Linked DNA regions of Macaca mulatta: region 2 is linked to region 1. A link is a contact called in public Hi-C data. All regions are on one chromosome and are shown on one strand. The core of a region is the stretch at or near the end of the contact, and the rest is flanking DNA. Distances in the headings are between cores, read along the strand shown.

Region 1 (6,958 bases), core at 1,004-3,503:
ATTGGTTAGCACACTCAGTGCTGTGAGTCGTGAAGACACGGGAGAAAATCCACCATAATAAAACTGACATTCAATTTTCAACTTTAGTTATTTAACACAGATTGATCTTTTTTTTGAGATGGAGTTTCACTTTTGTTGCCCAGCCTGGAGTGCATTGGCGTGGTCTTGGTTCACTGAACCTCTGCCTCTCGAGTAGCTGGGATTATAGGCGTCTGCCACCACGCCTGGCTAATTTTTTTGTATTTTTAGTAGAGATAGGGTTTCACCATGTTGGCCAGGCTGGTCTCGAATGCCTGGCCTCAGGTGATCCAGGCCTCCCAAAGTGCTGGGATTTCAGGTGTGAACCACCACGCCTGGCCTAAAATGTTTTTAAATAACTGTATTTGTTGTACTCACTCACCCTACCTCCAGGGCATAGTCAGTGCCTTCCCTATAGCCTGGGCTGAGATCCCTATGAGCAGATATTTGATGGAAAGTCATGAAAGGCCAATGAGTTGGATGGCAAGAATGCAGGCAGAAGCTGCTGGGTGAAACAGGCCACAGCCACCCCAGATGCTTTCAGTGCTCTGAGGACGTGTATATGCATATGCAAACTCTACCCCCGTTCCTGCCCAGATAATGGCTCGATAACTCTAAAGCTGGTTGCTCAGCCTCTGAGGGCAATACAGGCATTTAAAAAATTAAAATGACCAGGCACAGTGGCTCACGCCTGTAATCTCAGCACTTTGGGAGACTAAGGTGGGAGGATCACTTGAGACCAGGAGTTTGGGACCAGCCTGGGCAACACAGGGAGACCCCATCTCTACAAAAACATTTTTAAAAAATTAGCTGGGTGTGGTGATGCATACCTGTGGTGCGTTACTTGGGAGGCTGACGTGGGGTGGCTCACTTGAGCATAGGAGCTTGAGGCTGCAGTGAGCTATGAACACATCACTGTACGCCAGCCTGGGTGAGAGAGGGAGACCCCGTCTCTAAAAATGTAAAATCACTGAAAAAATGAGTGTTCGGTGAAACAAGTGGGATTTTCTGGGTCAGCAAGTCTTCCAAACTGTATATAATGCTTCCCGTCTCCGTGTGTAATATATTTTAATGATAAATGTATTTTTAACAGTGGTGGTTGTATATGTTTTTCTCTCTTAAGAGACGGCAGTTCGCTGCAGCTGGACTTTGTGGCTCAAGCCTTGGGGCCAAAGAGATATATTCCTGGCAGTCTGGTGGGTACCGGTCACTATTCACATATTTCCAGCAAGAAATGGTTATGGCACTGGCCTGAACCCCTTGACCCCTGGTCTAGTCTTTGGAGTTGTCCCACTCTGAATATTCGAGAGAAGCAGCTTATGGTTAAAACAGGCAGTGGCAGCTGGGAGGATCTAACAGCTAGATCCTCCAGGCATTTGGAAAGGACAGGGGCATAACGAAGGCACATGCAGAATCGCTTCCTGGGTACGAATGCCCACTACTGGGCACTGTAAAATGGGTTTAAGACACGGGCCAGCAGAACAATGTGAAAGGTTAAAGAAGGGAGTGGCCGGTAGGTGGCGCTAACTGGCCCGGGCATGAGTCCCGCCGAAGCTGCGTCCTCTTGCAGGGGAAGAAAGTTGGGACCGCCAGCCTGGGCCAGAGTGTGAGAAGACAGCTGGGCGTCCTAGGCAAGCGCGTGAGAAGGGAAGAGGCGGTGGCGTCCTCTCTAGCTGGGCTCAGAATACTCTTAGTTCTGCCTTTGGGGTCTTGTCTTCCTTTCTGGGCCTCCCGTCTGTGTTAACTTTGATGGGTGCTGAAGGGAAGGCCGAGGCCCCGGCGGGAGAAACCTGGGCACGTCGCGGTCGTCCAGGCTCCCCTGGCGGGTTGGAGCCAGGGTTCCGACTGCCAACTGTGGTCCTTCCCGCTGCTGCTGTGGCTGCCAGGGCGAGGGCGGGCAGCGCAAACCTGGCTGAGGACATTTCGGATCCTTCCTTGGGGATTCGTTCCCTTCTCCTTGATTCCAGTGCCGCGAGGGCGACACCCTGCGGGCCGCCCGTGACACCCCGGGCGCTTCCCCACGCGAATAAACTCACCTTCTGGGCGCCTTCCCCTCGGTGCCCCGCCCCGCCCCTCCCGCTCGCCAATTGGAGGCTGCAGCTCAGCCCCCTGACAACCTGAGCCAACCAGAGGCGCCAGGGAGGGGCGGATCCGCTGTCCCCTCCTTCCTCCGGAAAGCGGAAGCGGAAGTGACGTTAGGGGAAGGTGGGGGCAATCATGGTGCCGCTGGGGAGGGGAGAAGCTGCTGCTGCCGCCGTTGCCGGGAGCCGCGGAGGTAAAAGGCGAAACTAGACTTGGCCTGGGCTTGGGACTTACCGGGGGGCGCGGGACTTAGGCTCCCTCCTGAAGCATTTCCCAATAGAGACCTCAGTCTGGTCACCATAGGGACCCCACCCCTTCTCCGTTTCCATGGGGATGGGTATCCAGCCCCCCTTTCCTGTTTCCATGGAGACCCGGACCCTGCCCCTCTCCTCGGTGCTTGGAGACCCCCAGCTTGTCTTCGGGTTTTTCTGTGTAGCGCTGTGCTGGGGGCTATCCCAGACAGGCTCCTTTTCCCAGCCTTCTCTCAAGGGGGCTCCGTTCGCACTCCTCGTTGGCTACCTTCAAACCTCCTGGTCTTGTTTGTTCCGGACAGTTGGTCTCCGCGTTGCCGCCGAGGGTGCCCGGGCAGCCCACTGGGGTCCTCGGTGCTCTCTTCTCTCTTCTCAGATGCAGCGAAATGTACATCTGTGGGGTTGCGTAAGCCAGAACTAGGGGTCGGGCCGGTACCTCCCGGATCCGATTCTTTGGCCTGTTTCTGGTAACTGTCTAGCCACCCCACTAAGTAAAGGCTCACTTTCTAACCCAGAGCAGAAGAGAAAGATAAAATGCAAAGCCAGACTGAAAACTAAAAGGGATGTGCTGATTATTTTAAAATTTTCTGTTCTGCCTGCCAGACCCACATTTGTAGAGCCTGTGTTTGCAGATGAAGGAAGAATCACTATTCCAGAACATGAAAGCTTCAAATGTGGTATTTTTCTCAAGAGAATGTATCTTCCCAAGATAGTATATCTTCACGAGAGAGTATGTCGCCATGTCTTTCATTCATTTAGCTGACATTTGTGTCAGTGTACTATGCTAGGGGCTGTAGAAACAAAAATAATAAGACTCAATTCATTCAGGGACGAGAGCCCACTATACAACCATAACTTCTTGTTAACACCATATTGGACATAAATAGATACAGTGATCTTCATTGTTTGTGCCTGACTGGGGATTAGCCCTTCAACCCAGAAGGTTGAAACATCTGTTCTAGGTAGGAGGGAAGAAATTCACACTTGTTCCTCTACTATTTACCAAACATTGTGCTTTACATATGTTGCCTCTTTTATTCCTTATAAAAACTTTGAGAGAACAGGAATTACTAGTCCCACCTTGCACATAAGAAAAATGAGGCACAGAAAAGTTACCCATGTAGTAAAAGGCAAAGCCAGGATTTGTAGGTAGATGACTCTGCCTCCAAAGCCTTGCTCCTTCTACCATAAACTACATGAAACCATTTACTGCTTCGTGGTCTGATTTGGAGGGCATTTGAGTGGAGTTTCTCTTAAGATTTGTAGCAACTCAGCCTTTAAGCAGCTACTGTTCTGTTTGCTCTTTTGTCCCCTTTAAATATTTTGACCAAGTTTCAAATTGTTTGACAGGCGTATTCAGAGGGTCTTATGAACTTATTACTTCAATTTTTGAAAAGCTCTTTTCTTTTCTTTTCCTTTCTTGTAGAGATGGAGGTCTCACTATGTTGACCAGGCTGATCTCAAACTCCTGGCCTCAAGCGATCCTCCCATCTCAGCCTCCCAAAGTGCTGGGATTACAGGCGTGAGCCACCACGCCCGGCCAGCATTGCTTTTCTTTAAAAATGACTTGATGGGCCGGGCGCGGTGGCTCACGCCTGTAATTCCAGCTCTTTGGGAGGCCGAGGTGGGCGGATCACGAGGTCAGGAGATCAAGACCACGGTGAAACCCAGTCTCTACTAAAAATACAAAAAATTAGCGAGGCGTAATGGCGGGCACCTGTAGTCCCAGCTACTTGGGAGGCTGAGGCAGGAGAATGGCGTGAACCCGGGAGGCAGAGCTTGCAGTGAGCCGAGATCGCGCCACTGCACTCCAGCCTGGGCAACAGAACGAGAGTCTGTCTCAAAAAAAAAAAAAAAAATGACTTGATGGTTTTAAAGTTAAAATAAAAAAAAAATTATTTCCAAGGATGGTTTTTCATTTGCTTTAGCTTGCTCTTTAAATGAGAGGGAAAATGAACCTTGTGGTTGCTGAGGAGCTGCGTGGGTCTTGTGGTATGACTCTTAACTCTGGCTTTGTTCTGTTGCAGACAAGTCATTACGTTTTCATTTCTCACAATTGGGCTGAGCACAACTGAACCATGGGGGAACACAGTCCAGACGACAACATCATCTACTTTGAGGCAGAGGAAGATGAGCTGACCCCTGATGATAAAATGCTCAGGTTTGTGGATAAAAACGGACTGGTGCCTTCCTCATCTGGAACTGTTTATGATAGGACCACTGTTCTTATTGAGCAGGACCCTGGCACTTTGGAGGATGAAGATGATGACGGACAGTGTGGAGAACACTTGCCTTTTCTAGTAGGGGGTGAAGAGGGCTTTCACCTGATAGATCATGAAGCAATGTCCCAGGGTTATGTACAGCACATTATCTCACCAGATCAGATTCATTTGACAATAAACCCTGGTTCCACACCCATGCCAAGAAATATCGAAGGTGCAACCCTCACTCTGCAGTCGGAATGTCCGGAAACAAAACGTAAAGAAGTAAGTAAAGCAGTCAGTGAGGGCCTAGTTTGGTTTTGGGGCAAGTCCTTACAAAATTCTTGGTGCAAATTTTAGCTGGGGAGTGAAGGAGTCCATGGGGTTAGGACTTACAGTAGTTTTGCTTATCAGCAACACATATGCTTCAGGTTTTGTTGTGATTGCTTCTGGAACTTTTGGGTTGTATAGCCATGTTGAAATTTGGGAATATGAAATTGTAATTTCTTGAATTTCCTTCCCCAAATCATAAATAAAACAGAAATTTTACTTAAGTAGGCCCACGTTTCTGGTGCTAAAATGACTATTTAGCTTATCTAACAGGGAAATAACTAGAGTTGGCTTATTTGATAAAGAAATAACTATATTTGGCTTATCTCCGGGTTGTGTTTAAATGATTTGTTTTGGAGATGAGTATCTGCTGGAATATGTTTTATTATCTTAGTGAATGTTTAATGAACTTTTATTTCACGTGGCACATGCCTGTAATCCCAGCACTTTGGGAGGCTGAGGCAGGTGGATCACTTGAGGTCAGGAGTTCAAGAGCAGCCTGGCCAACATGGTGAAACCCCGTCTCTGCTAAAATATAAAAATTAGCCAGGCGTGGTGGTGCATGGCTGTAATTGCAGCTACTCAGGAGGCTGAGGTAGGAGAATCACTTGGACCCGGGAGGCAGAGGTTGCAGTGAGCCGAGATCATGCCACTGTACTCCAGCCTGGGCGATAGAGTGAGACTCCATCTCAAAAAAAAAAAAAAAAAAAAAAAGAAAGAAAGAAATTCGGGCTGGGCACAGTGGCTCATGCCTGTAATCCCAACACTTTCTGTAATCCCAGCACTGGGAGGCTGAGGCAGGTGGATCACCTGAGGTCAAGACCACCCTGGCCAACATGGTAAAACCCCGTCTATTCTAAAAATAGAAAAATTAGCCAGACATGGTGGTGGGTGCCTGTAATCCCAGCTATTTGGGAAGCTGAGGCAGGGAAATTACTTGAATCCGGGAGGTGGAGGTTGCAGTGAGCCAGGATCGCGCCACTGTACTCCAGCCTGGATGACAGAGAGAGACTCAGTCTCGGAAAAAAAAAAAAAAAAAAAAGGGAAATTCAGGCAAGAGGCAGTAAATGAGAGCAGGTTATCTAAAATAAGTTTTCATTTTCATGTTTAGCTAATGTGAGTAAGGTGATGCATGTCAGGATGCTTTGAAAACTGCAAAGCATTTTACAAATTATATTGGTGGTTATTATTAGCAGAATAAAAGTTCTGGTTTAAAGGTAGTGAAATACATTATCCAGGAACTTTTTTTTTGAGACGGAGTTTTACTCTTGTTGCCTAAGCTGGAGTGCAACGGCGCGATCTTGGCTCACTGCAACCTCTGCCTCCTGGGTTCAAGCAGTCCTCCTGCCTCAGCCTCCTGAGTAGCTGGGATTATAGGCAGGTGCCACGATGCCCAGCTAATTTTTTGTATTTTTAGTAGAAATGGGGTTTCACCATGTTAACCAGGCTGGTCTCGAATTCTTGACTTCAGGTGATCCACCCGCCTCAGCCTTCCAAAGTGCTGGGATTACAGGCATCAGCCACCACGCCTGGCCTATCCAGGAACTATTACAGGTCAGTTAGAAAAAAATAGGTCACTGGTAGTTACAGTACCAAGGACTAAATGTAAGATGTTACTAAACAGAAATAGGGTGAATGATTTAGCAATATCTTTTTCGCTGTGGTTGAGGTCTTGAAATTGCATATGGCTTATTGATGGCATATTACTTTACTTTTGCTAACCTTAGAGAGACCATCTTGTCCCACCGCCTACCCTATGCAGAAATTTCCCTATGGCATCTCTGACATCAGTTAATCTTGTTTCTGCTTGAAGACATCCAGAATTACAAGAGTACAGTGTTTCATACCTCAGCCCAATACATTTGTTAGCCAGCTCTGATTGTTAGAAAGCTTTTACTTGTATAGAACCAAAACCTTCCTTTCTGCAGGTGCCTCCCACTGGTTCTAGATCTGCCTTCCTGAGTAAACTTCCTCCCACAGGACAGTCCATCAGCTATTTGAAGATCATGGTTTTTTCTTCCTCTTGTATAGGCTGACCACCTCCATTTACTTAAATGTCCCTCTGTGACATTTTCC
Region 2 (6,772 bases), core at 2,261-4,760, 170 kb after region 1:
TTTGCCAAGTTGTCCAGGTTTTTTTTTTTTCAAATAGAGATGTGGTCTCCTGCTATGTTGCCCAGGCTGGTCTTGAACTCCTGGGCTCAAGTGATACTCCTGCCTTGGCCTCCCAAAGTGCTAGGATTACAGGTATGAAGCCCCACCCCATGCCCTGCCCTCTGCTTATTTTTCTTTAAAAAAAAAATGTGTTTTTATTTTAATTATTTTTTTAAAGTTTAAAGATAGGGTCTTGCTATGTTGCCCAGGCTGGTCTCAAATTCCCGGGCTCAAGCAATCTACCTGCCTCGGCCTCCCAAAGTGCTGGGATTACAGGTGTGAGCCACTGTGCCTAGCCTGCTTATTTTTCTATCTCAGTAGGTTGCTGCAAAGTGTGGAGTAAGTTGCTCACCCTCATCATACCCAGTAACCACTCAGAGCTTTTTAAACAGTCCATCCTTGCCTTGGACTGAATTCCAGAGATGATATCCTTTGCTTCTGGCAAAAATTTAGCAGTCAATAGAAGTACAGTAAATGTGTGTTGAATGAAAAGGTCTTTGTGAGATTTACATGTAGAATAAAAAGTTAGGTTAGATCCTCCTGCTAGAAACCCTCACAGTATCTTGTAAAACAGTTAAGATCTCAGGCTATGAAACCAGAATACCTGGGTTCAAACAGACTATTCCACTAACTAGCTTATGAGGCCTTGAGCAAAGTATCCAATTTCTCTGTGCCTTAATCTTGTCATTTAGAAAAATAGGGATATTATTAGTTATGAAGAAAAATTAGTTAATATATGTAAAACACTTGGTACAATGCCCATCCGGCATAGAAATCACAATATGCTCACTGACAACTACTCTATTCTATCTCCTTTGTAGTACCTATACTTTTAATTACATAATTGTATGTGGATTTTTCTAATAGCTCTTTTCTACTAACCTGTATGTTTCTGAAGGCAGAGACAATGTCTGTTTTATTCCCCAGTGCATCTTTAGCACCTAGCACTGTGACTCACACATGCTCAGTATTTGTAGAAATGAGCAAATGAATGGCTTAATATTAATAAATAAAAGGACAAGTCAAAAGGATCATTCAACGTCTAATATGTGAACAGAACATGCATTTCTATCCAGCAAGGAGACTACATGCTGGATAATTAATAATAAGGAAAACTTTTGCAACCCAGCAGAAAAGTACAGCCTCCTGCATTTCTCTGGACATTTAATAAGGGAGTGGGGAAGCAGGCTGGGATTTTTCTCTGGCCAGGAAAACTGATGTGCCTTTTTTTTTTTGAGATGGAGTTTCATTCTTGTTGCCCAGGCTGGAGTGCAATGGCGGGCTCTTGGCTCACCGCAACCTCCACCTCCCAGGTTCAAGCGATTCTCCTGCCTCAGCCTCCTGAATAGCTGGGATTAGAAGCATGCGCCACCACACCCGGCTAACTTTTTTTATTTTTAGTAGAGACAGGGTTTCTTTCTTTCTTTTTTTTTTTTTGTGAGATGGAGTCTCTCTCTGTCGCCCAGGATGGAGTGCAGTGGCCGGATCTCAGCTCACTGCAAGCTCCGCCTCCTGGGTTTACGCCATTCTCCTGCCTCAGCCTCCGGAGTAGCTGGGACTACAGGCACCCGCCACCACGCCCGGCTAGTTTTTTGTATTTTTTTTAGTAGAGACGGGGTTTCACCGTGTTAGCCAGGATGGTCTCGATCTCCTGACCTCCTGATCCGCCCGTCTCGGCCTCCCAAAGTGCTGGGATTACAGGCTTGAGCCACCACGCCCGGCCGAGACAGGGTTTCTCCATGTTGATCAGGCTGGTCTCGAACTCCTGACCTCAGGTGATCTGCCCGCCTCAGCCTCCCAAAGTGCTGGGATTACAGGCATGAACCACTGCGCCCAGCCTGATGTGCCCATTTTTAAGTTAGCAATTTCCATAAGCTGCATAAGGAGCTGCTTTGGGTTATTCTTTCATCTGAGCTCTGGTTAACTAACCATGTCATTTATTCATTCATTTTTAAATGGGTTGGGTAAAATATACATATTTTTTAAAAATACTATTTTCTGGCTGGGCACAGTGGCTGACTCCTGTAATCCCAGCACTTTGGGAGGCTGAGGCATGCAGATCACTTGAGGTCAGTAGTGCGAGACCAGCCTGGCCAACATGGTGAAGCCTCGTCTCTACTGAAAATACAAAAATCAGCAGGGCATAGTGGCAGGAGACCGTAATCCCAGCTACTCCGGAGGCTGAGGCAGGAGAATCACTTGAATACAGAAGGTGGAGGTTGCAGTGAGCCAAGATCGCACCACTGCACTGCACTCCAGCCTGGGTGACAGAGTGAGACTCTGTTCCAAAAAAATAAAATAAAATTCCTGATGTGTGAAAATTATGTGAAATTCACATTTCAGTGTATCCACAACTAAAATTTTATTGGAATACAGCCCATCCATGCCCATTCACTATAGCTGTTTTGGACCTGTAACAGCAGAGCTAAGTTGTCCGACAGAGACCCCTCCCACCGGCTCAAGTAGCCTAAAATATTTGCTACCTAGGCCTTTAGAGAAAAGGATGGAGACACATGACTTACGGAAGTGAGACAGAGAGTGAAAGGGTCTGCAATTTTCCATAAGTGGTCATGTCAGATTTCATTAAAAGGTGACATCTGAGCGAGTCCTTTCTGAAGGGTGTTACCTAACCCCACGGGGCTCCCGGCCTCCGCCCAGGGAAGCTCTCCAGCTCTTACCGAAGTAGTCAAGCCAGTTCATCTGGCGCAGCGCCTTGGGGAGCCGCAGGATCTCGATGTTGTAGAGGTTATCCACCTCCTTGAGGAGGTTCTGCCTGTCTGACTCAATTTGCTTGATTCGTATTTCCACTGCGGGAGGGCAGAGCCGACAGGACACGGGTCACGGGGCGGGTGAATGTGTGCAGCTCGTGTCCCCACCCGCCAGCATCCCGCGACCGCCCCAGGAGGCCGCGACGGCCTGGCCCCTTTACCTTCACGGTCGAAGTCTTTCAGAAAGGAGGCGAGCTTCCGCCTCCGTAAGGAGTTGATCTTGGCCACCCGACTACTGCCCTTCCTAGGAGCCATGGCGCTCGGCGGAGGCTGCGGGGAGCGGCGGAGATGGGGCAGGGAGGCAAGGAACCAGGTAGGGACCAGGAGGGCGGATGGGGACCACCCGAATAAGTCGCCAGGCACGTACCTCCGGTCTCGCGACAAGGACTGAGTAAAACCTCGCTATGCCAGTGAGAGAGAGCGGCTCTACCGTCAACCGCCACCTAATTCAAACTCCACAGCCACAGGCTGACGAATGAGAAACCGCCGTCCCACAGTATCCAATCACAAGCAAGTTCCTACCTGCCCGGGGTCTCCCGCCCAATGCGCTCCCTATAGCCGGAGTGCGTCAGCGCGGGCGCCGCCGTCGCGGGTGCTCCTGGGAGTTGTGGTCCAGGCTTGTTTCCCCGCCCTCCCCACCAACCCACCCGGCTCCGCCCTGGCCGGCTGCAAACTATACAAACTGCGACTCCCGGCAGGCCTTGCGGCGGGTCCTCATTACCCCAATCTCTGGAGGGCTAGGAGCGGGCTAGGTCAGGTCGGCTGTAGGATTCTGCTCCGGGGCCGGCGGCTGCTTCTTCCAGGCCTGGCTGCCACTGAGTAGCCGAGGGGCCGCCGTGACACTCTGACTGATTGACTGGTTGGCTGCCTACGTCGGCGCTCCTCAGGGCCCCAAGCTCCCCAGGCCGAACTTGGGGCAAGTGGAGGGTCGGCGGAGACAGAGCAGCCCCGACAGGGTTTGGAAGGGGTCGAGGCGGAATGACAGGGGAGCGGGGCCGGGGTGCAGGCTTTGGGGTGGGCGCGCCAGCCCGTGGCCAGTTTGGGCAGCGAGTGGGGAGAACCCTCTTGTTCCTCGCTTGCCCGCGGGGCGGCCACTCCCGTCCAGTTCGCGTCTTGGCGCCTCGACTGGGTGTGCAGCGCGGGGCCGCGACTTCAGGTGCGAGTAGTGGCGCTTGGCAGCTGCCCACGCGGTGACTGCAGCGTGAGCCGCGGCCACCACACTCCAGGGAGCCCAGGGCGGGAGGCAGCTCTGGGTGTTCTGGCCGTGGGCCTGGGAATGGGCGTGTAGACCTCGAACCCCGCTGAGCCGCAGTCCTGTCGGAAGTGCTAACTGTGCATCTTTGCATCTGCCCACAGCCACAGGGTTGGATTGCTCAAGGGTTGTGCTGAGACCCAGCAAGGCTAGAGGCTAGTTTCGAAGCTGTAGCTCAGGCTGAGTCTCAAGGCGGGCGACGACTGGACGGCCAGACCGGCGAGCTCTTGACAGGTTTGTGGCCTGATTGTTTGGATTTGGTGCTTTTCACCTGTGGATGCGGAATGAAGCCATGTCAGAGGGGTTGTTTGTGTTTAAGCGTGCATGTTATAGGCTATGGGAGTGATAATCTTGCCTCTCCCCCTCTGAGTTCAGGAACAATCAAAGAAATAAGCAAAGGTGCCAAGCAGGCTCCTGATGGGCACCAGCGAGCTTGGGGACAGAGCAGTCCAAGCATAGAAACCCTGGCAAGCCTGGCCCTTCCTAGAAAGTCCTTTCTCTCTCTCTTCCACCCTGGTTTGTTGCTCCATATACAAAAAATATTTGAATGTCGCTCTTCCGCCCAAGGTCAGCCCTGGGCAGTGGGTGGTGGGGGTGACACCCGAGTCTGCTGGGTGCCTAAGGATCTCCATCAGTTAGATGGCCAAGATGAGAGGGGACGACAACCCGTACCTCATGTAGGCTTTCCCGCAGCAGGTGTTTTTATGATGGGCAAATTGGGCTTCCAGCCTCTCGGTTTCAGGGTTTCCTTCACCCGACTCCCCAATGTGCCCGACCTCCCTGGGCACCTAGGATGTCCACCTGCATCTCAGCCAGAGCTGCCACGTCAGGAGCCCGTGATTCACTAGTTTTTGCCAGTTGGTTGTGATACACAATGTCAAAAGTGTCATTAAGGCACAGCCGAAGGCGCAAGCTGAGAGGAAAAGACTCCACAGTTAAGAGGACATGCCACCACTGCCACCCAATTTAAACTGCCGCAGGCTGACAAATGAGAAGTCGCCGTGTTTGGACGGTCCCAACATCCAGTCCCAAGGAAGCTTCAAGCCGAGTGGCCAATCCACATGTTGGACTACAGTACCCAGAAGTAATTTCGGTACTATGATATATTTTCGCGACTCAATAGCCTTGCAGGCCTGCGGAGGAGCTTTGGGGGCGGTCGCCTGTGAGCATGCGCAGAGAGACTATGGGCGCGTGGTGCTCACGCTTTGGGTGTCTTGACTTTTAAGTTTTTCCGCTGGTTTCAGGAACGCGACCGGCAGCCTCGGGCAGGGGAGACAGGACTGTAGGTCAGAGAAGAGACGGCGATTGGCCGCCGGGAATCCTCTGAAGCAGGAGACTGCCCTATCCAGGTTACCCTTCCCAAGGGGAAGCCAGGATCTCCTTCAGAAAGCTGAGGCAGGGCCGGGGCTGGTGGCTCACGCCTGTAATCCCAGCACTTTGGGATACCGAGACGGGCGGAAAACCTGAGGTCAGGAGTTCAAGACCAGCCTGGCCAACATGGCGAAACCCTGTCTCTACTAAAAATACAAAAATTAGCCGGGCGTGGTGGCGGGCACCTGTATTCCCAGCTACTCGGGAGGCTGAGACAGGAGAATTGCTTGAACCCGGGATGCAGAGGTTGGAGTGAGCCGAGATAGCGCTACTGCACTCCAGCCTGGGCGACAGAGTGAAATTCCGTGTCGAAAAAAACAAAAACAAAAAAAACCACTTCTGGAGGTGAGACAACTCCTGTGTGAACACGAGGACGGAAATGACGCCCACCCTCGACCCAGTGCCTCCCGGACTGACTTGCCACCCCAACGTGGTTATTTTCTATTTTTATCTTTTTCAGCAGAAGATGACTCAAGACCGGCCTCTGCTTGCCGTGCAGGAGGCCCTGAAGAAGTGCTTCCTGGTGGTGGAGGAGCAGCAGGGCCTGTGGCAGAGTGCCCTGCAGGACTGCCAGCCCCTCCTGTCTTCCCTCAGCAACCTGGCGGAGCAGCTGCAGGCCGCACAGAACCTGCGGTTCGAGGATGTGCCGGCGCTTCGGGCCTTCCCAGACTTAAAAGAGCGGCTGAGGCGCAAGCAGCTGGCTGCTGGTGACATCGTCCTGGACAAGCTAGGGGAAAGGCTGTAAGCAGCTCCATAGTGCTCTTTCCTGGTGGAAGGATTTTAAAACGAGGTGTTTTATATGTAGCTAGTATCAGTCCAGAAGGTGTTTTTCTCCTTGAAAGCGTGGCATTTGGAGGTATCTCAACCTTCCTCACTTACCATCTGGGGCAGTGAGACCTCTGTCAGAAAGCCATTTTCTGGCATTTTCCTTGTCAGAGACTAGGCATGGCAGTGGTGGGCTTAGTGGAAGTCACAAAAGAAGAACAGAAAAGGAGCAGAGAAAGCCTATTAGCTCTGCCCTATAGTTTTCTTTGGTAAAAGGCAATGAGGAGCTGTGTAAACTTAGTAGGTGCTAGAGCTAAGGGCTTTATATATATTACATTATAAAGGCTCTTCAACATATCTGTGACTTTACTGCACTTAATTCCATGCAGGTAGGAAACTGAGGCTCAAGCAGATTGCCCCTGGTGACACAGCCAGAAAAGGGTAGAGCTGGGATTCTAACTCAAGTGTGCCTGACCCAAAAGCTAGAGCTCTTAATCACCACTTTGTTCTGCTGTAGGTTGGTGTCTTTGTGCCCAGTAGTAGCACGTCTCCAAGTTCTGATATGCTTGTTGTCAGA

Evidence for each region. Hi-C and Micro-C count contacts between places; a contact is called where the count stands out from the background.
Region 2: a Hi-C map of liver shows a contact between it and region 1, with 6 times the contacts expected there. The contact joins the promoter of AIRIM here to the promoter of MTF1 in region 1. A contact is called at or near these places in 2 of 14 Hi-C or Micro-C datasets (cortical neurons and liver).

Annotation. Positions count from the first base shown.
Region 1 is chr1:202,925,267-202,932,224 of T2T-MMU8v2.0, forward strand. MTF1 (metal regulatory transcription factor 1) reads left to right here and starts at 2,254. Exons shown (of 11, transcript NM_001257795.1): 1 at 2,254-2,293; 2 at 4,379-4,837. The coding sequence starts at 4,430. It overlaps INPP5B (inositol polyphosphate-5-phosphatase B), which reads left to right. Exons shown (of 25, transcript XM_015135734.3): 25 at 1-1,113.
Region 2 is chr1:203,098,914-203,105,685 of T2T-MMU8v2.0, forward strand. AIRIM (AFG2 interacting ribosome maturation factor) reads left to right here and starts at 3,511. Exons shown (of 7, transcript XR_013403967.1): 1 at 3,511-3,723; 2 at 4,164-4,293; 3 at 5,040-5,152; 4 at 5,894-6,171. CDCA8 (cell division cycle associated 8) reads right to left here and starts at 3,284. Exons shown (of 11, transcript XM_001115347.5): 1 at 3,175-3,284; 2 at 2,969-3,077; 3 at 2,718-2,846. The coding sequence starts at 3,062.